7 separate regions of the Mus musculus genome follow, and all the other regions are linked to region 6. Evidence: chromatin contacts called from public HiCAR-type, HiChIP or PLAC-seq, Micro-C and promoter capture Hi-C data. All regions are on one chromosome and are shown on one strand. The core of a region is the stretch at or near the end of the contact, and the rest is flanking DNA. Distances in the headings are between cores, read along the strand shown.

Region 1 (3,753 bases), core at 95-2,594, 650 kb before region 6:
TTCTGCTGGTGCCCACTAGAATTTCTCACACAAACACCCTCCGCTTCACTCACTTCTGCTGCCCTTTTACTGCTACACACACCTCCTGCCTTGACATCTCTCTCCACCCAACCTAAAACCTCCACATAACCTCCTTATCCCCATTTCTCTCCCAAAGCCCTCAAACTCAGTACCTGTGTAAACCACTCCTCCTCCCACTTGCTCTATCCTCCTCTACCCTGAATACAGAACCAAGCCATTTTCCCCAAGCCTGTCAACCCCTTCCTGTCTCCTTCCATACTTCCCAGCCAGATACTCACTAGGGAACTCCTGACGTCCTGGGCGCACACACACAGACAGACATCTCCTGCCTGAATACCCTCAATTTCAACCGCCACCATTTGAGAGAACCCCCTCCTCTGACACTCCTTCCCTCCATCTTTTGGGGCTCAGCCTGCTCGCCACACTCCCAGCTACGGACCCCTCCTCCGCCATTTCCCTTCAGGCGTCCGGTGGCCTTCCCGCTGCCTGCCCCATTCTCTGCCCCTCACAAGCAGCGCTAACCAGGGCATCTGCTCCTTCCATTTCTGCCTAGAGGTGCCCATCTTGTCCCTCCCTCCACCACCTCACTTGCCCCTGCCCGCCCCAAATCCCCCTACACACCCATCCGAATCCCCAAACGGAACGTCCTCCTTCCCTCTCGAGCCCGACCTAGGCCCCCATGGGTCCCCCAGGCGTGCCCTTGAGGCCCTGGTCACCGTGGGGCCGGGTCCCTCAACGCTCCCTTACACCCAAATCTGCCCACACCCTGTGCCCGCCCCCCGAGCCTCTCCCCAGCTCTTGCCCGCAACGTCCTCCAGCACCTGCCCCGAGTCCGGAACCCTCCCACCTCCCCAGAGCTGGCGCCCCGCACGCTGCCCACGCCCTCGGGAGGTTCAGGGCCGGGACCCGCGACCCCGACCCCGAAAGCAAGCAAGGCGACCCGCAGTCCTGACGCGGACCGGCCGGGTACCGCGGCGGCGACCACAAAGCTCAAGCCGCGGGGCTGGGATTGCGCCGCGCTCCTCGCCTCAGCAGCCGCCGCCGCTGCTAAGGACGCACAACAAACAATGCGGGGCCCGGGCAGCCTCCGCCAACTGCCTCAACCGCCGCCTCAACCGCCGCCCGCCCGGGACGGCCCGCCGCGCAGGCGCCGGCCCCGCCGCAGCCTACCCGCGCCGCCGCGCTCCGCCCGCGTCCGCTCCCCGCTCCCGCTCCGCCGCCGCCGCCACCTCGTCCGCCCGCGTCTCCGGCTCCTCAGCACAGCGGCGGCGGCTGCGGCGGCTGCTGCCTTGGTGGCGCTCGCGGATCCGAGCTCGGCTTCGGCAGCGACCGCGGCGGCGGCGGCAAGCACGTGACGCCGCCGAGCACGCCCATTGGCCGATCCAGGGGGCGGGGCCCGCGGCTGCTGGGGAACGGAAAGCCCGCCCCATCGCCCTCCGCGCGCCCCCTGCACGCGCGCTCTGCCGCACCTGAGAGCTCCGGCCAGCGCCCGCCGCCGCCGCGCCGCGCTGTCGCCTGCGTCAACTGCGCACCTGGGAGCGCGCAGGGCGCTCAGGCCCGCGGCCGCCGCCTGCACCTGCGAGACCGCTTACGTAAACTGCGTCCCGCCCACCTCGCGGCGCCTAGCCCGGGCCGCAAACCGTACCTGAGCCCCGCTGTGCCTGCGGCGGTAAGCGTTGCTGGGCGGAGGCCAACTGCTGAAAAGAGCTAAGCGCGCATTAACTTCGTAACTGCAGGTTCTGAGAGCTGCTCCCGGCCGCAATGAGAGCCGGCTTCCCCAGGTTCTGCGTCCCGGTGCGGGATGCTTCTCCAGCTCCAGCCTCGGCCTTTACGCTAACGGAGTAAGCGCCGCAATGCCTCCCGGGTGGAGGAGGGGCAGGCAGTACCTTGGCTGAGTAAGAGACTCCGATCCCTCCTTGATTCGCTCCCCCTCCCACTTGCCGGTTGTGTGACCTTGGCCAAGTTACCGAACCGCTCGAGCTTCAGTTTCCACTTCACAAAAACTAAAACTGTAATTCCTATTTAAGAGCCGTTGAGCAGATGGCATAAAACAATAGATATGAATTTTCCTGGCACATAGCAAGCACTGAACAAAAATCAAAATCTCCTCTCCCTACTCCACCCTTAATGGCCCGGGAAATCCTTTCCCTCCTTATTTCCCTCCTTAGGTCTGGAGTAGTCTAGCTAAACACCTACCCACTTTGTTCCAACGGTGGTACTGGGAAAGAAATAAAAGGTTCAAGTTTTATTTTACAGCTCTACGTTGGCATCTTCTTAGTGCCTAGCATTCTCCCAGGGGGTTCAGCCCATGCTTAGTGTGTGTTGCATGCTCCACACTCGGCAGGGTGCTAGAATGCACTGAAGAATAAGTCAAGGTCCTTAGCCTAAAGCAAACCTAGCAAAGAACCCCACTTAATTTGAGCAGACAGTAGGGGACTGACCTCCCACACTCCCCCTGGTAGGTCCCCTTCTCATCTTGCTCCTGTACCAGACTCAAATATTAACAGCTCTGGACTGGAAATGATTCTCAATAATACTTGCCTGACATGGACAAAGTCCAGGGTTGCATCCACAGCACTACCAAAATATATGACCTCAGTACTTCATTCACAGAATATGTTAATACTTAGAGTTAAAAAGCTTTGAGTATGGCCTTCAACTTCAGGACATACACACTTCCCATTGCCCCTCCTTGACACTTCATTAACAACAAAGCTGTCCTTTCCTAGCTATCCCCAGGTCTGTAACATATCCCTGAAGTCTATGCTAAGCCCCAGATCACTATGTCTGATTGGCACCTCATTCTAGCCTTCTGGAAACCTGGTTGTTCTATCAGTTTAGAACATACTCCATCTGGAGCCCCTTGACTGCCCTGAGACACAGGTCCAGACTCTTCCTGCTTGTGCATCACCAGTTCAACAATGCCTTGTTATGTCACCAAGCTGTAGTTTAGCTCAGTCTCTTCCCTGGATTGTAAGCATCTTGAGGAAAGGTTCATCCCTCTGCCTGAGTAAAGTTAGGAAAGACCACATACACAGAGGATGAGATCACTAAAGCTGGGTTTTACAGTATAAAAGGAAGTCTGCCAGGGGAGAAGAGACACTGCAGTGCACAATACAGGTTTGCTGTGCACTAGCTGTGTGACCTTGACAGATCTAGGTCTTAGAGCCCTCATCTGTCATTTTGCATACCTCAGAGTACTGTTACTAGGAGTCAGTGAGACTACATTTAACATATGTGGCCCTTAGAATTCTAACACTTATAAATTATATTTTTTAAGTAGGCAGAATATATGGCATTAAGGATTCAATAGTATCTCTTGTTTTGTTTTTTATTGAACTTTTAACTCCAAACACTCAGGACAAAAACAAGCAAGTGAGGGTAGGCTAGATGTCTCAGCAGGTATAGGTGTTGCTGCCCAGCCTGACAAACCTGAGTTAAAATCCCAGAGCCCACATGGTTTAAGGAAAGACCTTACATGTTATCCTCTAACCTACTTCCACAGGAGTGATATGCACATATGTGCCAATATTCATATATGCACAGCATAGAAGTAAAAAAATGTTTTTAAAAAATTAAGTAAAACATTGAAAAACAAGTAAATAATACAAAAGTAAGGAGAGTGTAAAAGTTCACATTTAAAATGACCATCACATTCTCTGTCCCTCACTCCACTCCATCTGCTACTTGCAAAGAAAATTTTGTCATGTCTCACTTTACATGTCCAGAGAA
Region 2 (4,071 bases), core at 1,513-4,012, 580 kb after region 6:
TCAAAAGGCTAGCAAGTCTGTTCTGATGGAATCATAAAAACATCTGGAGGACTGTAAATTCAGCATCAATGGACTTCTTCACAACACAGACCAAAGACCCTCTCTCTAGATAACGACTTCACAAAAAATAGAAATGTCACCACGGTGGAAAGTTAAAGAAGTACTTTTCTCCGCAGAAATCAAACAATTTCATTTATCTTTGGAGAAAAATATTCATTAGGAAGGAAAAAAGAAAAAGAGCCCACTATTCCAAAGGCAATTTTTATCTCATGAGCACTTCTTGGGTACTAATTAACTAACATAAGCTGTAAAACACTACCTAGACCATGCTTATTTTTTTTACTGAAAAACAAGCTATGGTACAAAAATTTCCTATTATCTTTTGAACCAATTAAGCTGCCAAAAGTTCCCATTGTTTTTTCGGTAAAAAGAATAAATTTGTATCACTAACTTGGACTAAGGTGAAATATTAGAGATATTTCTTAGCCTTAACGGACTGATTGCTCCTTAAGATTCTTTTCAGTGTTTCTGACCAGTTAAGGAAAGAATGAGTATTAACAAATAATCTGATTAAGAGCTAAAACTGCCACTCAGTTCTTTAAAATGTTCCAATGAATAATTAATAGCAAATGCATTGTTCTCTGGTTTTCCTTACAATAATATTCTCATGTAGAATTGAAAGTGATGGCTGCAATAAAATCTGTCATCTGATAGTAAGCACAGGTGGGAACAGAAACTATTAGCAAACAGGAAGGCATTTCCAAAATACATTACGAGGGATACCCGATAGATCTGGAGACGGAATTTGAAAACCTGCGGGTAATCCTTACATCAAGAATTACAACATTTACAAATTAATACCAAACCAAATCTGTGCATAAATTTAAAACGCCAAAACCATCACCTTTGCTCTTCTACACAGTGTCTCTTTCTACCCTAACTATATTCCTTTCTTTCCCTTTGTGACGTGGGACTTTATTGATCCCAAACATGCTCACATTCAGATCAGTCCCGACCGGATGCCCGGCCAACTAGATCCACACATAATACACATCTTTAGGGCTCACACGCTTTGAAAACATCACCATTTGATCACTATCATATCAAATTAATCAGGCTCTCTTCTACGCAGGCTTTCCTTTTAACTAGCTTAAAAGAAACTAAAGATGTACTGAATTAACGATGAATGTTTAATGAATTTATACGGTTATGAAGCACCAAATCCAACTCAAGATTTCTCTTCTGTGCGTCCCCACTCATTCACCAGAATCTCGGGGACCTATTTTCAGGTTGCTTTCCCCACACCTGCCAGGTCACTGTCCTGATTGAGAAACTTCTTGCCAAAGCAATTAATTTTTAGTGCCTCCTAACTGTCCCCAGTGTTTGCATTCAATCTGAAATCTGTTACTTGTTAGACACTGTTCGGGTCCTAGATCTTCCAGAGAATTGCGCGTTTATGGCGCAGAGAGGGGAGGAGGCAGGGATCTCTGAGAGCCTGCCCTTTATTCGGAAATGAGGAGATGTGAAAGGTGGAAGGCAGGGCAAATAAATAAATAAATCGGGTTTGCCGCGGGAGCGTTGGCCTGCCGCAACGAGCACCCTTTGTAATGCAGGCCTCCCGGGGCTATCGCCTGCGCTAATTGCTCCAGGGCGCTTTCCAAGTTCAAAAGTTCACCTTTTACGACCTCACAAAAGCTCCTTACACTTTACCAATAAAAACATTCCGCCGCAAACACCGAGGGGGGGGGATATCAAACAGAAACAAATAAAACATTGAGCCAGGGAGGGAGCGAGAGCCAGCCCGGAGGAACCTGAGGACTGGGCTGGGAACAAGGGGACGCAAGCGGCCGGGCCAGGTGAGGAATTCTCAGCACCCCGGAAGAGATAGGCTGGGCGGCGCGGGAAGCGTCCGGCAAACGCCGGGAAAAGGCAGGTGTCCCGGTGCCCCAGGATCCCGCTGGAGACCTGAGCCAGCAGAAAGTCGTCGCCTAGAAGAATGAGTCTGAGTAAAGGAAGGCCAGGGGACAGGAGTGAGCACCGAGGTCCGAGAAGGACCATTACCGGTCTGCCCAGAGGCGGAGGCTCACGGGCTGGGAGGAAGCTCGGGACAGTGGAGGAGGAAAACGCTCCAGGATAGGTGCAGGGCGCAAAGGTGTGGAGTCTGCGAGCTCCCTGGTGAAGGAAGAGAGGGTGCTCCGTGCACCAGGGCCTCCTGGGGGAGGAGAAAGGGTTGGCGCAGAGGGGACGGGGGGAGGGGAGGGTCCGAGCAGAGGGGACCGGGGACCCTGCCTGGAGAGTGCGAGCCCAGGGTGGAGTCCTCACTGAGGAGCTGCCCGGCATCCCGGAGCTAGAGTCAGCTTAGAGAAAGAGGGGGTCGCGGGCGTTGGCACCGCCCGGGCTCAGAAGGCCCCTTACCCACCGTTGCGCGGCGGCGGAGGGAGCGCGGCGGGCGGCTCCAGGAACCCCGCCGAGCCCCCGCCGCCTCCCCCTCCGCTAGGTGGCCGTTCGTCCCGCTCCATGCGGCGGTGCTCAGGGCCCTCTCGGGCTTCGCTGCTCCGCCATGACTTGCGCCTTCGTAGTCGTCGTCCTGGTCTTCCACGGGGGGAGGGGGCTGTCAGGGGCCGGCAGGCTCTCGGCCGCCGCACTCTCTGGGCCCCTGAGCCGCCCGGCTCCGCGCCCCTCCGCGCCGCGCCCCCTCAGCACTGGCCAGCTCCCTCCTCTGACGTCACGCGCCGCTGCCACGCACATGCCCGTGAGGAATTCTGGGAAATGTAGTCCTCCCAACGAGGCTGCCCACACGGGACTCTACCAAATAAAGGGGTGATGGAAAAAAAACAGGAAGACCTAAGTAGGGAGAACCCAAACCTATCACTATTACAAACTCTAATAAAATTTCTAATATATTAATATAATAAACGGCTATGTCAGAGTTTTCTCTCTATTGTAACTTATTCGTGATCATAGTGCTCTATGATTCCAACTATTTCCCCACACTAATAATGAGCCTTTCCAAGGAGGCGTATCCACCGGGAACCGGGTGAGCACGTGCAACCAAGCCCAGCCCTGTGGGGGAAGGCCCCAGGGGGCGGGGTGTGTAGGTACTCATGAGGGCTTTCCTCCCGGGCTGAGCGACAAATTGGACCAGAGATTAAAGGACCCGAGTTTAACCCGAGGTGACTGCGTTCGTATGCAAATAGAATCTATACAACTCTGCTTTCCGGAGAAGTGTTTAAAGCCCCTTTACCTCCGGGTGGGCGGGAAAGATTAAAGTTTCTCTTCCTCCTCTTTCATTCCCCGCACCCTGCCCATAGAACAGATGGACAAACTAAGATCACTTCCACTGATGCCACCAAAGAAAACTTGAGACCCCTGACTCCTTGTGTCTTAAAGAGTTCTGTTTTAAGAATGTCCCTTTCCCGGAGTGTTCCCCTTCCCACTCCTGTTCAGTATACCTGTCTCAAAAATGAGAGGTGTAATAAGAATCGGATCCAGTGATAAGAGACCAACTCTCACATACACGCTATCGCCTCAGTTTACAGAAGTTCCCACCAAATAAAATCCTGGATTTTCTCCCCTTCCTCCTCCAGGGCCCACCTCCCGCTGCCACCAGGTGGCGCGCGGCCATGGGGCTCTCAGGATTAGGGGTGGTGGTGATTTTCAGAAATGCCCCGCGCGCGTTCTCTCTCTCTCTCTCTCTCTCTCTCTCTCTCTCTCTCTCTCTCTCTCTCTCTCTCTCTCTCTCACACACACACACACACACACACACACTACACAACCCGCGCACACACACACACACACACACACACACACACTATACAACACACACACCTCCCTTAGGAAAAGACTTATTAAGTTTCAGTCTAGAACTTAAATGCTATCTAGCTTACTATAAATCAAAGAACTCTGGTGCTTTGCTGGGCTTTCCTCTAATGGGCCGTATCGAAGCGGTTTCATTCTGTCACTTCATTCTGCCCCATGTGCCCCTGGAATCCTCTGGCTCTTGTGAGTCATTCTTTACTTAATTGTTTAGAAGTCTTTACTTGGCTTATGAAATCTAACCTGTTCCGATTC
Region 3 (3,843 bases), core at 951-3,450, 560 kb before region 6:
AAGTTGGCCCAGTGAACTGGAAGCTGGCCAGTCCTCCAACCTCACCCAGGGTTGTGTCTCTGAGGACACGTGCAATGTGAGTGGCTTGGAGAGAGTCCTTAGCTAGGATCTGTGCTGTGACATAGGGCAAGCTGAGGCTCAAGACAGCCACATGAGCTGCTCACATTCCTGTCACCAGAATGGCAGATGGCAGTGCCCCATCTCCTCCCTGTCCAGTTGTTTTTTTCCTTCCCATGGTCCCTTTTGTATCAGTCTCAGATGGCATCCTGACCCAGACAGAGGATGGGCCTCAGCCTTTCTATAGCTACTGTTTGGCCGAAAGAGGCATGGGGGTTCATTAGCTGGAATAACCTACTACGAGCTAGACTAGCCTCTTTAGTGGCTGGGCCCTTGGACCAGTGGCTTCACCTTTCTGGGCCTACTATCTCATCTGTAATGTAGGGGTGGTGACGGGTTTCCCTCAACTCTGTGATGTGGTGGTCTTGGGGGTGGGGCACTGCTTTTATGAGTGCTCATTGGTGTCCTGACTCTTCTGTAGCCCAATCCCTGTTTCAATGGTGGCACGTGCCACGTCACCTGGAATGACTTCTACTGCACCTGCTCCGAGAACTTCACGGGGCCCACCTGTGCCCAGCAGCGATGGTGCCCCAGGCAGCCATGCCTGCCTCCTGCCACCTGTGAGGAGGTTCCAGATGGCTTTGTGTGTGAGTTTGTGTCCTGGGTGCTGGGTACGGAAGATGGTTAGAGATCCCTTAGGGTTTATGGGATGTTGGGTGGTGGACCAGGAATGCCAACAGCCCCAATATGGTGGGTTACTGCATTCTGAGAAACACTCTTAGGGAAGGTGAGCATATGCTGGGGTTTCTAAGGCAACTTCAAGGGAGCCACAGGAGAGGAAGGAGTGTGAGGCATGTGTGAGGTTTTAAAGTTCCTATGGACAGCTGAAACACAAGGTTACTAAAAGTGCTGCACGAGATAGAATTTGAAGCCCACCAAGTAGCTCAGAGACCAAGGGGTCTCATGTTGCTCAGGCTAGCCCTGAACTCACCATGTAGCAAAGGGTGATCTTGATCTGAACTTGTGATTCTCCTGCCTCTACTTCCCCAGTTTAGGGACTATGGATATGGGCCCCTACACCCCATTTGTTGGGTGCTAGGGATGGAACCCAAAGCCTCCTACAAGCTAGGCAGTCTACCAACCGAAGCTACTCTGCCAGCCTTACAGAAGGTGAGGAGGAGAAGGATATGACTGGACCAGCACCTGTGTGCAGTGAAGAGCGAGCCTCCTTCAGGGAGGAGGGGAGCAGGTTAGATTTAGGAGGAGCTAAGATTATTAATATGTCTAGGGCCTTCAAGGTAGCAGGTATTGTGGTCCCCCTAGGACTACCCCGGAACTGATTCCCTCCCAGGAGGAGAATGCATAAGGGGTGGAAGAGGGAGCTGCAGTTTCTGAGATCAGGTGACAGGTGGGTGACTGCCCTGGTCAACAGTTATGGATTGTGGACCCTACCACCTGAATGCCTGGGGACAGGGTGGTGTAGGAGAAGTCTGGCAGGTCATTTCCCAGCGGCTCTCTCTCTGCAGGTGTGGCCGAGGCCACGTTCCGCGAGGGCCCTCCTGCTGTGTTCACAGGCCACAACGTGTCCTCATCGCTCAGCGGGCTCACCCTGGCCTTCCGCACGCGCGACTCCGAGGCTGGGCTACTGCGCGCCGTCTCCGCCGCAGGTGCCCACTCCAATATCTGGTTGGCGGTGCGCAACGGCTCGCTGGCAGGAGATGTGGCGGGTTCGGTGCTGCCCGCGCCCGGGCCGCGCGTGGCCGACGGCGCCTGGCATCGCGTGCGCCTAGCCCGGGAGTTCCCACAGGCCGCTGCCTCGCGCTGGCTGCTGTGGCTGGACGGCGCGGCGACACCCGTGGCCTTGCACGGCTTGGGCGGCGACCTGGGCTTTCTGCAGGGTCCGGGTGCAGTGCCTCTGCTACTGGCTGAGAACTTCACGGGCTGCCTGGGCCGCGTGGCACTTGGCGACTTCCCGTTACCCTTGGCGCCACCGCGGTCTGGCACGGTGTCTGGGGCGCGCGAGCACTTCGTGGCCTGGCCCGGGTCTCCGGCCGTGAGTCTCGGCTGCCGTGGCGGACCCGTATGTTCACCCTCGCCCTGCCTGCACGGTGGCGCCTGCCGCGACCTCTTCGACGCCTTTGCTTGCTCCTGCGGCCCCGCCTGGGAAGGACCCCGCTGCGAGATCCGCGCTGACCCATGTCGCTCCACTCCCTGTGTCCGGGGCCAATGCCATGCGCGCCCCGACGGCCGCTTCGAGTGTCGCTGCCCTCCGGGCTTCTCCGGCCCGCGCTGCAGGTGCGGGTGACAAGGGGACCTGACCTGGGCATAGCAGTGGGTAGAGATGACTGCTGATTTACCGTGGGTGGAGTTTGGAGGGAAAAAGTTCTTCATAGCTTGTTCAGTTTGGTGTCCATAAAGATAAAATACAAGCCGGGCGTGGTGGTGCACGCCTTTAATCCCAGCACCTGGGAGGCAGAGGCAGGCGGATTTCTGAGTTCGAGGCCAGCCTGGTCTACAAAGTGGGTTCCAGGACAGCCAGGGCTATACAGAGAAACCCTGTCTTAAAAAAAAAAAAAAAAAAAAAAGACAAAATACAGGTTATAATAGTTGGCAAAATTTGAATTTCAGGACGATGTTGTGGCTTGGGTAGAATTAGGAGGGCAGGACGAATCAGGGAGCATGGTTTGCAGCAAGCTGCCTTTGAAACTCCCGTTTCCTTCCGGTCCAGAGCTGTCTAGCTCTCCTCTCTCCTCATGTTTAGCAACTGTTTTGCGCTGCCCTTTAAAGTCAGCACGAATCAAAGGCCTCAGCTCTTGTGGAGTTGGGGGAAGCGGCAGAATGACAGCCCTGCGTTCCTTTGCTTCCTGGGGAAGGCTGTTGAAGGCAGGCCTGCATTCCCCAGAGAGCACCACTATGGCCAGCTCCCAGCACCTCACTGGACTTGCTTTTCTCTGCAGGTTGCCTGTCCTGCCTCAGGGATGCAACCTCAACTCCACATGCAAGGATGGCGCCCCTTGTGAAGGCGGCCCCTTAGGCACCAACTGCAGTTGCCAGGAAGGTCTTGCTGGCCTCAGGTGGGTCTGGAGACCAGGGCCTGTGGTGTTGACTGGGAGCTTGCCCCTGGGACGCCCAGCCTGGGCGGGAGAAATGAGGTCCTCCTTGTCTTCTTCCCATTGACTTAAGTGCCAGATCCATCAGTATCTTTTGGTTCTTTTAGGACTTCCCAGACCATTATCTGTTAGGCAGACACTGGCTGGGCAGTAACTGTCACCCAGTTTCTTCCTTTTTTCTTTGTTTTTTTATTTTTATTTATTTTTATTATTTTTTTTTAGGCAGGGTTTCATTATGTAGCTGACTGTCTCTGGAACTTAATCTGTAGACCAGGCTGGCCTCAAACTCAAGAGATTCACCTGCCTCTGCCTTCAAATGCTGGGATTAAAGGCATGCACGACCACTGCTGACACACCCAGTTTCTCAAAGCCCGTTGGTCCTTAATGGACATGGCCAAAATGCAACTTCTAGGCCCCTAGGAGGTGTTAGTTGGCATCCCTGTCCTGCAGCATTATCTCCCCCTCCCCCACACACAATGGAGTAGGAGCCTTCTCAGCCCATGAACCCTGGGCACAAGGGGAGTGGGTAGGAGATGGGTACCCTCACCCTCAGCTCTGGTCACTTGGCAAGGCTGGGCCAAGCAGGAGCAGGGTCTGGATAAACCTTGATGCTGGAGGTGGGGACCAGCTAGGGGAATAGGAGGCAGCCGTGGGTGGGAGGACTTTGCGTTCTCAG
Region 4 (3,913 bases), core at 899-3,398, 920 kb before region 6:
TATATGGCCGATCCCCACTGTGTATGTTCAAGTGGTCCTGAAGTGTGCTTTTAGCAGTAAAGGTCTTTAAACACACAGTACACTGAAAGGGCCTTATACCCATGTGTCCTCGAATATGCCGATTAAGATTTTTCTTCTGTGTAAATGTTTTCCCACACTGCAAGCACAAAAAGAGTTTATGCATCTTAAGGTGTCGCAGATAGTTTTCTACATGAAGAAATCCCCTTGGACACCTGGGGCACTGATGCCTCAAGGAAAAATTCTCATCCAGATTCTGGATCTCATTTACCGTACCATGACTTCCATCAGAATTCTCAGAAAATAACCCCTGATTTGTATTTCCAGGAACTTCTGTCACTCTGTTCTCAACTGTAGAATTGATCAATGAATGCTGTGTTTCAGGGAAATATATGCCTGCTTTGGATGAGGTACAAGGCTGTGAAAACTGCCCATTTTCTACATCATCTGTACTAATGGATTCTACATGGAGGATACAAATTTCATTCTCTTTAAAGCCACCATCTACTGCAGAGAGCTCCGGTGACTGCATTCTCATCCGCTCTGATGTCAGTGTCTCTGCAGCAGATTGTAATGCATTGCTTTCCTCCTCTTTGACATGGAAATCTAGGTTTACAGGACTATCTTCTGAAATTTCAATGATCTCACAGTCTTTATCAGAATTTTCTTCTTCATTCTTAACATCTGTATCTGAAGACTGACACAAGTCAGTGTGTTGGTTATTTTTCATAGAAAGGTCAATTTCCAAATACTTTGACAAAGCTTCTGTGCATTTTTCTACAATGTGAACCATCTGAAGGTAACTGGCAGCAGTCAAGTATTTCAAAAGCTCTTTTCTTTTTACTTCAAGTGCTCCAGTATAGCAGGACAACAGCAACTTCCAGCCTACTTCTGCACTCTGTAGAATGGTGATTCTGACATGTTTTGACTGTGTGAGTAAAAACTGATCTCTCATGAAAGTGGAGCAAGCAGCCAAAATCACCTTGTGCCCCTGGAACTCAGTATCGTTAATATAAATGGATACATCACAAAATAAATTCTGCTGTCTCAAGAGATTCATTTTCTGTAGGACCACATCTCCTTGCTGTTCAAACTGGAAGTGTAGAACATCAGACTCAGCAGCCATGGTCACGATCTATGCAAAACAGAGCACAGCATTGATACTGGATAGGCAATGCTTTATGGTACTGAGTCCCCCACTTCCCAGCATGTATTGGGAATAATGGAGACCCAAACTTTGAGTGCTAGGAGTAAAACTGTTTCCCAATAACCATCTATAAACTCAGAAACTCAAAATGCATTTCTGTATCATGGTACGTAAGTTTTTAAATACCAGTACAGTAGTGACACCAAAAAAGTACACTTAACCCCTTAAGTTAGAAAACACAATCTTCAAATTGTCCCACCACTATTGCTAGTCCCATTGTAATTGGCCATTGTAATGACTTCCCACAGGTCTCCTAGCAAAGCACTCTTTAATGCTCTTATGCTTAAATCGTCCAGCATCTCCCCCACTTCCTAGACAGCCTTTCGTTCTTAAAAAGAATTCAAACTCCTTCAGGATTTCACCCTAACCCACCTTTTATTGATTGATCTTGGTCCGTTTTTCATACACCCAGCTCCTTAATGTTAAATTGTTCATCATTGTACAAATAAAACACGGGAACGCCCATTTGCCTATCTATTACATTCACGATTTCAGCTCCATTTCCCAACTTGTGCTTTAGCTCCGTTGAGCCCAAACTAACGTGACTCCTCCTCTCCCAGGGACTCTTTTCCTCCTGGTTCTGTGTTCTCCCAGTGGGTAAAGGGTCCCATACAGCAAGAGGAGCTGACTGGAATCCTAGACCGCCTGCCTGCCAACTCCCTCCAACGAGGCACACGGTTCCCAAGTCGAGCCTTCCGAAGTCGGGCCCGACTGGTCAGGTGGGTGCGGTGCCAGGCTAGAGCGGAGGCCACCGCGGGGTGTACTCACTCCTTCAGCCTCAAACCCCAGCATGTCTCCGTCACTTTCACTTACCGACTAGCAAAACTGGCTTTGAGGCTTCCGCGGCAATGGCAGCCCAGGCCGGAAGATGGACTTAGCCTGGAAGGAAACGCTTCCGGAGTCAACCAGCTTTATTCTTCGCGGAGACTGTCTGGACGCCCCGGAAGAACATCCTGAGATGCTCTTTCTTCCTCTCTTTTTCCGCTGCAGGAAAGACAGAAAAATATCTAAATATCAGCGAGCCGGGTCTTTCTGGCCGTTCCTGCTCCGGTATGAAGCTGTTTGCTGCGAGCGAAGAACGCTCAGGGCCGGAACCGCCAAGGAGCCAAGGAGTTGAGGGGCGGAGCCGAAGGAAAGGACCTCGCAGCAATGTATTGTAGCTGGGCTACTCCCATCAGGACCTGGCCCTAACCTCAGGACACAGCTCCACCAGTCTCTTTGCCCTCCCCTCCTCTGTCGTTTCCAATGGCATCCTCTTCACCCTGCTGCTTTTGACAGCCTACCCCTAAAAGATTCTTCTCTTTGGGTGATGGGAATTAAACACAGGGCTTTATGAAAGTAAAGCCTTGCTTTCCTCCCCAATTACCCTTTGTCAGCGATTCCTCTAGGCTCCGCCCAACAGCTCCTAGCAACAGTTTGCATAGTCACCTGCCAGGCATGAGGGAGCTGTTTTGTGCTTCTCTCCCCCCCCCCCCGCTCCCCCGCCCCGTTAGATGACGGACCATTTAAGCATAAGAGCATTTTTTTTCATTCCTCCTTCTCCTTATTTTTAATCATAATGTTAACTCGGATGGGAATTTAAGAAGATAATTAAGAATATTTAAAGTGCTCTGCTAGGAGACGTGGTAAGTCATTACAATGGCCAATTACAATGGGACTAGCAATAGTCCCAGGACTTCCCTCAAGCCTCCTCCTCTTTATATCCTTCTCTGCCTCTACCCCCTTTCCAGGTCCCCTTCACTTCACTCAATAAACTTCTTTTTGTACTAGACCTGTCTCATGGTGGTGATTCCTCAGGGGAACATCGTGGCCGGTCGGCCATTTTATACCGATTGCACATTATTTCTGAGTTGCACCTCAATTAGTTGGGATTCAGTTGGAAATGATCTATCTTCAAAACTGCACGTACATACCCATATCGAAATATATGCCACAACCAAGGGAGGGGGATTATTTAGGACAATATTTATCTTTCTTTGCATTCTCACAGTTATTCAGAAAGTCCCTATTTGCGAAGTGTAGGGATGGCTGATGATTAAGCCTGGGCCTCCAGAAAACACTACTATTGAGCTGCATTTTCAGCCCTTTGCCATCCTTAAAGAATCCTTAAATTCAAACAACTGAGAAATAAGGAGGGAAGAGAGTAGAATAAGAAGTCAATGACACCACAGGTTAATGGTTAACTTTTATTAAGGAAACTTCCCCATTAAGTAAAGAGGTAGTTCAAGTATGTCTAACATACAACAGATTTAGAACAGCCATTCATGAGCTGAAATAAAATGTTCTAAGTTGTTTAGGACAATATTTTAGAAATAGTGACATTAGTCACCTTTCACTTACACATCTTCTAAACTAATGCAAAATCACACCTGATTTACCTCAGAGCCACTTCAGTTTGGAGATTGTTTTCATATTAAATAATAAATAAATAACAGTAATTTTAAAAAAAACAAACTACAGTAAAGAGGGTCCTCTTTCTTTTGAGGTTTTCCTAGGAATCCATACAACACAAACACTGAGGCTGGCATCGTGGCCTATACCTGTGATCCCAGCAGAGGCAGAGGCAGCCAGGGCCACATAGTAAGATCCTGCCTCAAAAAAACAAAAACAAAAACAAAAAGCCAAATTAAACCAAATGCTGAGTAACTAAGGCTCACCTCTGCCTCATATAATTACTAGTGTGAAAAG
Region 5 (4,111 bases), core at 747-3,246, 520 kb before region 6:
CCTCTACAGGGAGTGAGGGCTCCTGCTTTGGGTTATATAGCTGAGGGGAGTTGAGGTCTTGCATAGGGACACCCAGAGAAGCAGGAGACAGGCCTGCAGAAGAGGGTCACCATCTTAAGACAATTATTGGCTGCTTGTGGAGGGGGAGTTTTATGATGTCTACATTGGGATAGGGGGTGTTTAGGAATGCATATGAAATCCCTCCATCCTTAATGGATGACCATTCTAGGACTAACCCTTTAATGTCCTTATGAGGTAAAAGTCACATTTCACTGTGGAGAAAAAAACGGATGCAAAAGGATATGAAATGTTAGTTAGGAGGTGGGGTAGTCACTGAGGTCAAAGAAGACAAACCCAAGGACTGGGTATACCAAGCTTGGGGTATGCAAGGGAGAGGGAGAAGAAACAACTTTCCCTGGGAGGAACCTCTGACAGAAAAGGTGGGCATGACTAACAGGGCAGTTGCCTGTGAGAACTGGTCTCCAAGGATGGTCCTAAAGATGACCTCAATCATTTCTGTGCCATTCGTGATCTGCATCATTTCTCCTCTACAGACCCCATTGGCTCCACCGAAGAGGCTGAGGGGAAGCTGGATGGGGCCTGGGCTTCTCAGTTTGTCCTGGGAATGTGCTGGGAACAGAGCAGGCGTGAAAGAATTCACAATTATACTCTGTTGCTATTTAACGAGGGAAGAGTTCACCTGGTTAATTTTCCTGGCTAGTATTCACATCAATACTCTGACCTGTGTGTGAAGCAGACCCTGTTGGGAGGGGAAGACAAAGCTTTCTATGGCTTTACAAAGGGTCTCTGGGCCAGGAGCAAGGCTCTGCTACTCTTTGGGACTGGAAATCTGCTATTATGCAAGGTATGGAAATAAAAGAGGGCTTCTTTTGATATGCCTCCAAAGGGGAGTGTATTGAAGTGATATTTTTGTGGAGTGTTTCCTTTGAAATGCCCAACCAGCTCTCAGAGGCATGGCTCTCTTCTGTCCCCCAACTCCTGTCATTATTTCCAGTTCTCTTTACACAGCCATGACTGAGCTGATCCTGCTTGCTGGGGAGGATCAAATGCGTGTCTCTGCTTCAGAGTTTCAGCCAGGCCAGCTGGAGCATACCAGGCCCCGGTGATGTGTTCTGGACCTGAGTGGCTCAGCAGGACATGAGAAAGAAGTGGGGGATTCTTGGACCCAAAGCATTTGCAGAGGTAACAAGCTTTTGTGTGGTGGATAGTCTTGCAAAAATGCTGAACAGGAAGGACCCTGACCTCATGGCTGAGGATAAAGTGGCCATCTGCTTGCTGAGAGTTCACTCACACAACATGGTAGGAAGGGGCTCTCTGCAGAGGAGAAGTAGGGGGTTAGGAGCTCCCTTGAAGGGCTAGGGGTACCCAGAACATGCCAGGGGTGCTGAACAGCCTGGGATAAAGGCTCTGCCAGGGTCCTATTGTATAGGCAGGGAAACAGAAGTCTCTCATCTTCCCTCACAGCATAATGGAAGACAGACACCTGGCATGCACGTCAGCCTTTGCCTGTTTGTTGCCTACAGGGTGGTTTTCATATACCCACTGCTTGCTGTCTTGAGGTGCCACCTGTGCGAGGGATGAGAGGGCATCTGGGACTGAAGGTGGTCCTGAAGGATAGGTACAGCACTTGCAGAGAGGGTCTGGGCAAGTGGTCTCGAGAGGGCTCTCTGCCATACCCTGCCTTCCACGCGTGCGTGCTGTGCTGAAAGCCTCTCAGGCTGCTCTGAATAGCCCTGCACTCTTTCCAATGTTGACAGGAGTAGTATTTTGTAGTGGTGCTGGTTAATTTGTAGTGGCATTTGTGGTTTGAAGCCTTGTCAAGATTCCTGATTACTTCCCGTGCAAGGAGCTCCACTGACGGGGAAGTTCACATGCTGAACAAAAGCAGCCAAGCAGCTGGGAGGGAAGACTGCATGGTGGCTGGGTGACCCAGCCAGCTTGGGGGACAGTGGCAGGGGAGGGAGGAGGCCCAGGCGAGGGCCAGGGGGAGGGGAGCCCTTTGTTTTTAGTTGGTGCAGGTGCAGGGCCTGAATAGGTGGCATCCCATTGGCTGTTGGAGGTCGGGTACCAGATGCGGCTGGTGGCTGGGCAGGGGCAGGGGGCTCTGCTGACTGTACTATTCTTCACCCAAACAGAAGCAGGAGGCAGGTGCCTTTCTGCTCCCTCCACTTGATGGCCATCTGGGACACCATCGAGGGTGCCTGGGTGACATTGTCCAGGAGTCTCACTGGTGGTGAGGTGAGAGGAAAGACCTCCAGATGTTCCTCGATACCAGGAGGGGCTGCTGGCTCTTGGCACATGCTGTGCACCAGGTCCATGCTAGGTGCTAAGCAGATAACTGGTCTCGAGAATGCTACAGAGAAGGCAACCTTGCTTAAAAAGGCAGAAACGATAAGGCAATGAGGCTCAGTGACTCATCTAGACCAAGCTTCACAGCTAACAGGTGGCACAGACACAATTCAAGCCCAGGTATGCCCACGAGTGCACACACTTTCCATGATACACAACACACACAGAGCAGTGGAAGGCAGATGGTGACATACGCTCTGTGAGCCCAGGGCACAGCTTTCCCAACCCCCATGATGTTGCTCCCTGACATCCTGGAGCTCTATGTACCGTGAAGTCTCCTCAACCCCACGGGAAGGCCTGTCTGAAAAGCTGCCTGCATTTCTCTAGGTCTGTGCCCTGCTTGGTGAGAGTTTGTTCAGTATATTAAGGGCCAGAGCCAGCTCAGCAAAAGCAAGACTCATTTATCATCTCTGGAATAGTGTCCACTCCAAACAGTACAGCAATAGGAAATAAAAACAAAAGCTTCCACCTAATTTTGCATTGGTACAGATAAGAAAACTCCATAATCTCTCACTTCCCAGCCCAAGAGAACTGATCAAATCCCTGTGCTCACAGCAGCCAGGAACACTACAGAGACGCTAAGGCTAGAGGCACTATTACCCAGTCATGAAGCCACCCAAGGGGTGGAGCCAGGACATAAGTTATTGTTCACATTAAAGAATCATGTTCCCTGTGTATATCTTAAGCAAAAGTAAAGTCTCAGGATTGTATGGGAATAAAACTTGTTTGAAAAATTGGAAAAAAAAAATACCCCTATGCTCAGCAAGCTGTCAGGACCCAGGCCTTATCCCCATGGCCTCACCTCTTAGCCCATATCACAGTGGCTCACGTTTGCCATCCTTCAGAGCAGCTGCTCTATCTCGCATGTGCCTATGTCCTCAACATACACTGGTCCTACATCAGCCCTCACTCACCCACCTGATGGAATATTGCTACCCTCAGAGCTGCTCTCCCTGAGTGCTCTCCATTCTTCCCACCCCTAAGAGCAGTACATCTTGCTTCTCTTCCCTAAGAGAGGCAGTCTTCGGTGGTGGTGGGGTTAGGGGTTCACATAGCAACTTCTGGTTTCTGGTATAGACCTGCCTATGGTAACAACAGTACAAATGTCCACCCATGAATGAGGCCTTAACCAAGCACCTGCATCAACAGGTTATTCTCATCACTTGGGTTATTTGTCTTTAGTACTAGTAACATTCCTGGCTTGCTTCTAATCAGGAACTCCCCGCTCTCCCTTTCTGAGACAGAGTTTCTCTGTGTGTATTACTGGCTGTCAGGGAAATCTGTAGACCAGGCTGGCCTCAAACTCAGAGATCCAGCTGCCTATACCTCTTGAGTGTTGGGATTAAAGGCATGAGCCATCACTGTCAAGCCAGGAACGACCTTAACCTAGAGGTATCTTAACTTATCAGGCTGAGCTCTAGGGCTATTTCCCAGAGCAAGAACCTTTCTCTTTCTTTCTTTTCTATTCCTTTAGTGGAATGCAGGTATGGAAGCATTAGGAAGCTTAGATATGAAATATCCCAAAATTTCCCCAGTGTGTCTGTTAAAGAAAGAGTTGGGTTTGTTAGACAGGGGAGTGGATCTTTTTTTTTTTTTCCCCCAATGTCTAGGAACAAATGGATGGAGAACTTGTTTTAAAATTCCTGGACCCTGGAATACATTCCTATCTGTGTCAGAGTCTACCATCCAGAGCCTCAGCAGAGTTTAAAATCCCAGCTAATAGGTTAACAACTGTTTTTCT
Region 6 (3,866 bases), core at 797-3,296:
AGTATAACGTGCTAATATATTCCTAGAGTTGATCGTGGGCCAGCGTCTATGTGGGCACTGAAGGACTGTCTGTGTGGTTGCACATGCACATGCCTGTCTTTAGATTGATGGTCTCTCCCTAAAGTTAGAGCATCTTTACACATGCAGTGTGTACATACACATGCATAACTTAAAGAGTTTTTGCAAATACACCTGATAGGAGCTCACAGAAGATCAAGTAGGCTCGCCTTAGCACACAAGTGTTAGTCCTGGATGTTCAGATGCCTCCTCCGTATGATGCCCACCTGTATACCTCCTGTACTGTTGTGCTGGTTATTAACAAAGATAAAATTCGTGCTGGCTGTATTTTTGCCAAAAAGAGACGAGCATGAACATTTTCACACATGGGCACGAGCTTAGGCAACACCAGTGCAACACCTACTTGTGAGCAAAAGTTATGTACACTATGTAAAAAGTATGACTTCATGCTGCCTCAACTGTGTGTCCTGTGAGATAAACTACAGAGGTCCTGGCTTCCCTTTAATTGTGCCAGGCAAGCAGACATTTCAGACTTCATTTCTCCCCACTATCACATGGAAAGAAAGCAACTTGTAAAACGGACCTAGAAAGGAGTTTCAGTAACTGTCTTGCCCTTTTTCTTTTTCACCCCAAATCACATTTTCTTTTCTTTTTTTCTTCTTCCCGAATCCCTTCCTGTTCCACCAGACACCTAGCCATTGCCCCGGGTTCAGCCACGAGACTCAGGGCTGGCAGTTGGGATTTGCTGGGCAGGCCATGTTATTGTTAGTTCTTGTGCAACCAGGTGGCAGGGTGGGTCCAGAGTGGGAGAGCTAGTGGGATGGAGTACCCCATAGGAAGGAAGAGAATAGGCCTCTGGTCTTTAAGAACTGCCAAGTATATCCCGGAGTGAGAAGATCCAAATAGGAAAAGAAAAAGAGGGAGCGATTAAGAAATTCGCTGAGTGCCTACTATGCTCTATATATTTTCCACTCATTTCTTTCATCACACCCAAACACCTAAAAGGAGGGGGCCTTCTTGTTTCCCTTTGAGAAAGTCAAACATTGTAAAGGAGGTTGAGTCACTGTCTCCGGATCACACTGCACGTACATGGGAGAGAGCTATGGACTCCTTGTTTCTTTTTCTGAGTTCCTAAAGACATGCCTCCAGACTGCAGAGCTTTGGAGAAATCCAGGAGCTACACGCCTGGCAGTATAGTCCCTAGCTCACTTGAAGAGAGGATATGCTGGCCGGCCCGCTACCCTTGGGAGTCATTGCTCTGGTGGCACTTGCGCCTGGTCCCCGGGAGGGCTGCGCTGCTAAACGCAGCGCAGAGAGTAGCGCCCCAGACCGAAGCCCAGATGGGCGGGAAGCAGCCGAAGGCTCTTGAAACAGTACTCCTGGTCTGTCTTCTCTGCCCCTCCTCAACCCCAGGTTCCAGAGGCCAAGGGGGAGAATGGAGACTTCCTCAAGCATCCTTTGGCAGCGCTTTTTTAGGACAGAGACTCCAGGAAAGGTTTAATTTTTCTTCCTGAAGAAACACAGGAAACTGTTCGCAGCCTAGAAAACTCCAAACCCCGCGCTCTCCCTTCTCCCTCCCTTGCGCCTCCTCCTCCAGCCTCGCCCACCAGCTCCCACCACCTCCTCTCTCCGCTCCTCTCCTCCTCTAGCCTTTCCCCTCCCTTTGGGTCTCCCGCCTTCCCGGAGCACGCGCTGCCAAGGCCTGGGGCGGCGGGCGGCCAATGGCACGGCGGCAGGACGTGATGTCAGGCGCGGCTGTAGAAAAGGCGCGGAGGCTTGCGCTGGCGCGGACTGCAGAGCCGAGGCTGAGCTCGGCGCGCGCTTGGGTAGCGTTGCGCGCGGCTGGGCCCGCGGCCGTCGGCTCCTCCTCCCACTCTGCTCCTCCTCCTTTTTCCTCCTCCTCCACCTCCTCCGCCGCCGCCTCCTCCTCCTCTTCCTCCTCCTCCTCTTCAATTCTCCCAGTGGCTCGGCTCAGCTCGCAGGCTTCGCGGAGACCCCCTACTCCAGTTCGCCTTTGGTTGGGAACACACCCCGGGGGGAAGAGACGTGCAGGCATCTGGGCCGCCGCGGGCACCTAGCTGTTCCTGGGTGAACCCCGACTGCAGCCACCGCCGCCTGGGGCAGAGTTTGCGCCCCTGATTTGCGCCCTGGGCGCCAGAACCCAGCTAGCGATGCCTGCGGCGTGAAAGCGCCCACAGCGGGCGCCGACCTCTGCCCTGGTCTCCCGCCCCCACCTCACCCCCTGCCCTTGTGACCCTGGCTTCGGCGCCGCCGTCCAGGCGCCCCGCGATGTAGCTGCCCCCACGCCTCGGCGGGAGGCGTCCTGGCCCGCAGGCGCCCGCGGCCCGGAGCCCAGCCTGGGGGCGCAGCCGAGCTCGGGCGGGGCCGGGGCCGCGGTGGCGATGCACTGGGCCGGTTAACGCCGGGAGCGCCAGGCAGCTGAGGCGGGGGGCAAGCCCTTCCTCGGGGCAGCCGCATCCCCGGTCCCGCCGCGATGCTGTTCCACAGTCTGTCGGGCCCCGAGGTGCACGGGGTCATCGACGAGATGGACCGCAGGGCCAAGAGCGAGGCTCCGGCCATCAGCTCCGCCATCGACCGCGGCGACACGGAGACGGTAGGCGCGCGGCTGTGGAGTTGGGGCTGAGAGCTGGGACCTGGCGGGGCCAGCCAGCGCCTCTGTTCCCCGAACTTTAGGTAGAGTCCTCCGAGACGCACGGGACCAAGGCTGGGGAATCCTCGGACAGGGTGCAAGGCCCGGGGCACCAGACTCAGGGGAAACTCAGCTGCTAGAGAGGAGGAGGGAGTCAAGGTTGAAACCCAGATCTGGACTGCGAGGGTGGAGGAGAACGTTGTTCTAGAAGTGGAAGGGGAGTGGAAGTGGAGGCCACTCTCTTCTCTCCGCTCCCGGAGGCGCTCCGGTCCACAGACCTGACTCTCCACTACTTTGCTCCTGGTGCTGGCGCCGACGCCTCGGGAAAAGGGAGAACCGGTGGAAGCCCTAGCTGGTTTGAATCGCTTTCAGTCTTCTGGCAGTCTGGGATTCTCTCCTTAGCTCAGTTTCAGGGCCCTGCGACATCTGGGCCAGCACTTTCCGTTGATCGTGACCCGTGTTCCTAACTGGCTAGATTTGGCCAGGCAATGGTTCGGAGTTCAGTCACCGGCCTGGCTTCTGCGGAAGGAGACTCCATTAGGTTCTCTGTACCTGGCTCTGCTGTCCCGGCCCCAAATAGCCTCCCCCGGGGCCAGACTAGCAGACGCTGCCTAAGCAGCGGCTGCAGTGACCTTTAGAGACCGAGGAGGTGGGAAGCCTGGCCCGAGTTTCTCCCTTCTAGAGCCACAGCTCCGTGACCTCCGGGTTTCCCCTAAGCCTTTCTTTCCGGATAAACCTCCGCTGCTCAGTTTTATTAGGAAAAAAATTTCACATGGGCCTGCCTTGCACCCTCCTGGAAGGTCGCCCTGTATCCCACTTAACCTACTCGCAAGACCCAAGCGGGAACCAGAAGTTGCTGGACTTGCCCTGGGCTGAACCTTTGGTCTAAGGATCAAGAGGCTACTGAGGCTTGGGGCCAGGAACCCTGCTGCCTCTGAAGAGGAGTACCGGTGGAGGAAGACTTTTAATACTCACCTTACTTTACTGTCTTGGTTCTTTTCTGAGGCCCAGCACCTTTAATAAACACTTTGAGGAATTCCCTTGGAGAGCTTGGGGGAAGAGACCCCTCTGTCCCAATACTTAACCGCTGTGAGGATATCCTGGGGCAAGGGCACGAGGGCAGGAATAGGGAGACCTAAGGCCTGAGAACAACTTAGAACTGTAAAGTGTTGCTGCAGCGGCTTGGCTCGGTGGTTGC
Region 7 (4,158 bases), core at 1,308-3,807, 580 kb before region 6:
ATCAAGTGGCTTGCCTAGGGATAGGGAGTATTAGCTGGACAGTGGTGGCACACACCTGTAATACCAACATTTGGGAGGCAGGGGTAGGCATAGCTCTGTGAGTTCAAGGCCAGCCTGGTCTATAGAGTAAGTTCCATTACAGCTACACAGAGAAACCCTGTCTCGAAACCAAATAAAACAAAACCAAACAAAAGAATAAGGAGTATTTCCCATAGTTGTTATTACACATAGAAAGTGCTAGAAATACAACCACCACACAAAATGCAGAAAGATGGCTTCTTGTCCCTATCGTTCTTTGGGGAAATTATATATACCTACCACAGAAGTACTCAGGCATTTGAATTGTGACAGGACACACTCCTTATCTTGTGGCCTTGAAAGCTGTCTGCCACATTCCAGGATTCTATGGGTAGAAGCAAATTTCTTATTTCATTATGTTCCCCAGTGTAGCCAATAAATTTATTTCCAATTTGAAATCCATATAGCTTAAAATTACTTTCTCATTTTTAATTTAACTAGCACTTGCTTGGCTGTTTCAAACACTTTAATCCTTAAACACAGTTTATCCATAAGACAGTTCCACCTAGCTGGAGAAACCCTGTCTCAAAAAGCCCTAAATAAATAAATAAATAAATAAACAAATGAAAAAAAAAAAAGACAGTTCCACCTAGTGAGGGCTATTATTTTTTCTTTCTTTCTTTCTTTCTTTCTTTCTTTCTTTCTTTCTTTCTTTCTTTCTTTCTTTCTTTCCTCCTCCTCCTCCTCCTCCTCCTCCTCCTCCTCCTCCTCCTCCTCCTCCTCCTTCTCCTCCTCCTCCACCTTTTTTTAACTTGGAAGTTAATGAGGCTCAGAGACATTAAGAGACTTAGTGACTTACAGAGCTGGAAAGTGGATGCTGGGGATTTGAATTGGTATCTATGCCCTCACCACTGTATTCCTCTCTGATGTGTTAGTTCTACCAAGTCAACCACTAGCAGTCAGTTCCATGCTCTCAGATGTATCCCTGAATTCCTTGACCTCCTATGACAATCCAAGCTCCAGGCGCGCTCTGTCCACTGCATTCTTCAAAGGACCACCAGGTGGCAGCTTCGGGATTAGTGCTTGGGGGTGGGCTCCTGGGTGAACCAGTCCCTGTCTGTTGCCTGGCTCCTCTTCACAGCCCACTCCCCTGTCTCCCATCCCTGTAGCTACCCCCCAGGGTCCTGCTATTTAATATTCTTGGCGCCATTCATATTCCTGGAGCAAAGCACAACTGCCCTGTAAAGTCTCACGAGGCTGGAGCTGTTACTCCTATTTTACAGATGACAGACACAATAGACTGAGAGCGAGTAAACTCCGTGTCATTCAGGCATGTTAGGTGCCTATATGTTTAGCTGTGCTCCCCCAAGAGTGGAGCATGACTTCCTCAAGATTAGCGATGGGAGTTCCAGGTCAAGAGACAACTGGAGTGGGTGTCCCAGAAAACAGGGCAGGCCTCTAATTCTGGAGAGGCTACAGGGCTGGTTAGCCAGGCCTATGGTTTCAGTCTCTTCCTGAGCTCTGGGGACCCAGGGGAACCAGCAGCCCTCTGGCTGGCTACCGATACCCTGTGATGCTCATTGTCTCACCTGATGTTTCTCCAAGGACATGCCATAGCCCCCAATTGCTACTTTGCCAGACACAGCAGAGTCCAGAGCCTTCAGGGACAGAATCCACCATCACTGACCTGGGCCAGACATTGTCATCTGCCAGGGGCTCATTTCAAGAAGGTAGTTCCCTTTAAAATAAGATGCTGCCCCACTTGGGGCAGCAGGCCATGGAAGAAGAGATGCTTTTTTATGTGCCAGTGTGTTTTGAGATGATGAGAACTCCTGGCTCCACCCAGTGCAACATGTGACTGTGAGGTTAGACAAAGAGAAGGACTTTTCAGGAAGAAGGGTGGGAACAGCATCGGAGCACTATTTTCGGTAGAGCAGCCACTCAGCGGAAAGGTCCGCCTTGGACAGCAGGGACATTTCTAAAGTTGCAAACACCAGAGACAAAGATCAAGGGCAAATGGGGAGACGAAAGGGCTCCGTTTGGCTGGTGAGGGGGTGGGAAGGATAGAAGGGAGTCAGGGGGCACGTGCTCTGGGGCCCAGTTACTACCTTACTGATAGTCACAAGAACAGGATCTGTGTGGCTGGGTAGGACCTAGTGGGCAGCGAGGACAGGAGCCCCTGTGATAGGAGGGGAGGAGCCTTGTTATCTCAGGTGTGGAAGGGGCAGGTTAAGTGAGGACGGATGGGAGCGCTTCTGAGCTCAAGCAAGGCAGGCCTGAAACTGCGGGGTAGTCGGACAAGCCCCAGGAATCTTGGCTGGCCCCATGGACTGGACCGCCTGGCAAGAGGGCTTGTGCACTGAGACCCAGGGTCAGGCCCAGGGCCTTGCCTGGATGGAGCTGAGGCCTCCGAAGGGGCTGGTGTTTGTGAGGAGCGGTGGGTCAGACCCTCCGGGAGGATCCTGTCCGGGGAGGAGCAGTGGGAGGCGGGGCGGAGGGGGAGGGCTGGAGGAGGGGCCGGGCCTCTGTCCACCTCGTCAGTGCTGGTTGGAGGGACGCAGGGGCGCGGAGCCCGCCGAGCAGAGGGTTCCCGCAGGCAGGCAGGCAGGCAGGCAGGCAGAGCCGGCTGCCATGGCGCTGGTGGGGCCTAGGATTTGGGGCCCTAGACGAGATATTTACCCCCTGTTGCTGCTACTGCTACTGCTGCTGCTGCTGCTGCTGCCTTGGGTCCCGGCTGGTGAGTGTGGCTGGGCCTGGGGGTGAGCGTGGCTGGGCTGGCCTGAGAGAATGGTGATGCTAGAGGCAAGAGTGTCCCGGGCCCTAGACAGTGTGGGGACAGTGCGGGTGTCTTGGGACTCACTTGGAGAGCTCGGAGTGTTCTGGAGGCTTCAGACTGAGGAGTCTATGCGGTGGGGCCAGGAGGATGAGGGCTGGTGTGGTCTGTAGAAGCCAGTCTGGGAGAGCTGGTGTGGTGTGGCGTAGTGTGTTGAGGGAAAAGCTGGGAATCTTGGTGTGAGGAGCCACTTAGGGAAAGCGTGCCGGGATAGATGGAAATGCGTGAATTGGAGAAGTTTCAGCAAACTCAGGCAATCTCCATAGAGTCTGCCGGAGTCACGTGTTGACCTGGGATGCAGGTGACATGTAAAGTTGCCCGGTGGGTGGACGTTCTGTTTGAGGGGATTGATTGTTGAGAGTTGTGTCCTCGCTGAACTAGCTGTAAGTTGTCCGGCATGTTCAACTGGCCTTTCCTGGCAACGGGAGGTGTGGGTGTGGGTGGGGCTAGATTAAGATAGGGGAGGGGGAAGAGAACCAGGGTTAGGGGAGAGCTTGCCCTCATTGCTCCCTTCTATGGGTCCTCTGCCAGCACTTGAGGGGCAACCGGTAGAGCTGTTCCGGGTCTTTGGAATGGCTAGGGATTCGGGATCATACGTGTGTGTCCCTGCAGCAGGTTTCTGGCATTCCTCAACTATGCTGGAAGGGCTCCCTGAAGCCAGCCCAGGCAGCCAGTACATTGGCTTTGTCCAAGTGCATTCAACACTGAGCCTGGAATTCCTACTGGGGGGTCTGGAGGACGCTTTGGCTTGGTCACTATAGTTACGAGGGCAGTAGGGAGGGCCCGGCTTCCCCTGCAATAGGTGAACCCCACCAGTGGCATTCCCCCTGCCTGCCTACAAAGCCGTTATTGCCTCTTCTCTGTGGAAAGGGGGAGGATGAGGACCCTGGGTACAGCGAGGACCTGTTTTAGGGAGGAAACCAAATGAAGGTTGAGGAGGGAAGGGACCTAGAAGAAGCTGGTACCTGAGGCAAATGAGGGTGGAGAAACCAGGCAACTCCAGGCTGTCTGTACATTAGGGCGTGAGGTTCTGGGCTGTGCACTTTGGATCTGTTCCACATGCAGTACACAGATGCCCATGGCAGCTGCACAGATGTGTGGCAGGGACTAGGGTACATACTACAACAGGACAGGTGTCCACAGGCACATGCCAGGTCTCCCCTGTGAGCTCACTGGTGAACTTGCTAATGAACCTACTGTGTATCATCATATACATAGCACATGGCTGCATTCACCCACTAGGTACACACCAGCAGGCCTGCATTGACTTATATGCACTTACACACATATGGTCTGTGAGATTGGCA

What was found. Promoter capture Hi-C pulls out the DNA fragments that hold promoters and counts their contacts. A called contact is a pair of places that touch in the nucleus more often than the background predicts. HiCAR-type assays count read pairs that join an accessible place to other places. HiChIP or PLAC-seq counts read pairs in DNA pulled down with a chosen protein or histone mark.
Region 1: a contact with region 6 is called in a Micro-C map of embryonic stem cells, with 4 times the contacts expected there. The contact joins the promoter of Strbp here to the promoter of Lhx2 in region 6. A contact is called at or near these places in 7 of 39 promoter capture datasets (the 3T3-L1 cell line, the C10 cell line, embryonic stem cells and 2 more), 2 of 484 Hi-C or Micro-C datasets (both in embryonic stem cells), 2 of 115 datasets of contacts at active chromatin or transcription factors (astrocytes and embryonic stem cells) and 1 of 9 other capture datasets (adipose tissue).
Region 2: a contact with region 6 is called in a Micro-C map of embryonic stem cells, with 3 times the contacts expected there. The contact joins the promoter of Nr6a1 here to the promoter of Lhx2 in region 6. A contact is called at or near these places in 3 of 39 promoter capture datasets (frontonasal cranial neural crest, liver and maxillary cranial neural crest), 9 of 484 Hi-C or Micro-C datasets (cerebellar granule neurons, cerebellum, embryonic stem cells and 2 more) and 1 of 115 datasets of contacts at active chromatin or transcription factors (astrocytes).
Region 3: a contact with region 6 is called in a HiCAR-type map of embryonic stem cells, with 6 times the contacts expected there. The contact joins the enhancer-like site here to the promoter of Lhx2 in region 6. A contact is called at or near these places in 7 of 39 promoter capture datasets (cranial neural crest, frontonasal cranial neural crest, hippocampal neurons and 3 more), 5 of 484 Hi-C or Micro-C datasets (the CH12 cell line, bone marrow-derived macrophages and embryonic stem cells), 16 of 115 datasets of contacts at active chromatin or transcription factors (craniofacial prominence, embryonic basal ganglia, embryonic forebrain and 7 more) and 2 of 9 other capture datasets (embryonic stem cells and liver).
Region 4: a contact with region 6 is called in a HiCAR-type map of astrocytes, with 5 times the contacts expected there. The contact joins the promoter of Zbtb6 here to the promoter of Lhx2 in region 6. A contact is called at or near these places in 2 of 39 promoter capture datasets (the C10 cell line and liver) and 3 of 115 datasets of contacts at active chromatin or transcription factors (astrocytes, craniofacial prominence and large pre-B cells).
Region 5: an H3K4me3 HiChIP or PLAC-seq map of embryonic forebrain shows a contact between it and region 6, with 6 times the contacts expected there. The contact joins the enhancer-like site here to the promoter of Lhx2 in region 6. A contact is called at or near these places in 14 of 39 promoter capture datasets (the 3T3-L1 cell line, 3T3-L1-derived adipocytes, the HPC-7 cell line and 10 more), 1 of 15 datasets of contacts at CTCF or cohesin (the NIH/3T3 cell line), 3 of 484 Hi-C or Micro-C datasets (the HPC-7 cell line, embryonic cerebral cortex and pre-B cells), 13 of 115 datasets of contacts at active chromatin or transcription factors (craniofacial prominence, embryonic basal ganglia, embryonic brain and 10 more) and 3 of 9 other capture datasets (adipose tissue, liver and pancreatic islet).
Region 7: a contact with region 6 is called in a promoter capture Hi-C map of embryonic stem cells, with 3 times the contacts expected there. The contact joins the promoter of Crb2 here to the promoter of Lhx2 in region 6. A contact is called at or near these places in 7 of 39 promoter capture datasets (embryonic stem cells, liver, maxillary cranial neural crest and 1 more), 1 of 484 Hi-C or Micro-C datasets (embryonic stem cells), 18 of 115 datasets of contacts at active chromatin or transcription factors (astrocytes, embryonic basal ganglia, embryonic forebrain and 9 more) and 1 of 9 other capture datasets (embryonic stem cells).

Annotation. Positions count from the first base shown.
Region 1 is chr2:37,702,001-37,705,753 of GRCm38.p6, forward strand. It overlaps Strbp (spermatid perinuclear RNA binding protein), which reads right to left and starts at 1,345. Exons shown (of 18, transcript NM_001379315.1): 1 at 1,192-1,345.
Region 2 is chr2:38,923,699-38,927,769 of GRCm38.p6, forward strand. Nr6a1 (nuclear receptor subfamily 6, group A, member 1) reads right to left here and starts at 2,763. Exons shown (of 11, transcript NM_010264.4): 1 at 2,420-2,763. The coding sequence starts at 2,519.
Region 3 is chr2:37,791,516-37,795,358 of GRCm38.p6, forward strand. It overlaps Crb2 (crumbs family member 2), which reads left to right. Exons shown (of 13, transcript NM_001163566.1): 8 at 1-76; 9 at 539-704; 10 at 1,584-2,352; 11 at 3,015-3,131. Among named protein-coding and RNA genes, the nearest start is that of Crb2, 17 kb to the left of the region's middle. Within about 2 kb of position 2,201, at least 8 of the 459 cell types and tissues checked have an H3K27ac peak or open chromatin away from gene starts, as enhancers often do.
Region 4 is chr2:37,428,771-37,432,683 of GRCm38.p6, forward strand. Zbtb6 (zinc finger and BTB domain containing 6) reads right to left here and starts at 2,149. Exons shown (of 2, transcript NM_146253.5): 1 at 2,039-2,149; 2 at 1-1,153. The coding sequence starts at 1,144. Zbtb26 (zinc finger and BTB domain containing 26) reads right to left here. Exons shown (of 2, transcript NM_199025.3): 2 at 3,398-3,913.
Region 5 is chr2:37,828,130-37,832,240 of GRCm38.p6, forward strand. The region is part of intron 19 of Dennd1a (DENN/MADD domain containing 1A); the gene reads right to left. Among named protein-coding and RNA genes, the nearest start is that of Crb2, 54 kb to the left of the region's middle. Within about 2 kb of position 1,997, at least 24 of the 459 cell types and tissues checked have an H3K27ac peak or open chromatin away from gene starts, as enhancers often do. A contact at or near this core is called in embryonic basal ganglia, embryonic forebrain, oligodendrocyte precursor cells and 2 more, where this site is marked.
Region 6 is chr2:38,349,262-38,353,127 of GRCm38.p6, forward strand. Lhx2 (LIM homeobox protein 2) reads left to right here and starts at 2,047. Exons shown (of 5, transcript NM_010710.4): 1 at 2,047-2,632. The coding sequence starts at 2,513. It overlaps Gm27197 (a long non-coding RNA gene), which reads right to left and starts at 1,479. Exons shown (of 2, transcript XR_374289.3): 1 at 1-1,479.
Region 7 is chr2:37,773,692-37,777,849 of GRCm38.p6, forward strand. It overlaps Crb2 (crumbs family member 2), which reads left to right and starts at 2,558. Exons shown (of 13, transcript NM_001163566.1): 1 at 2,558-2,755. The coding sequence starts at 2,650.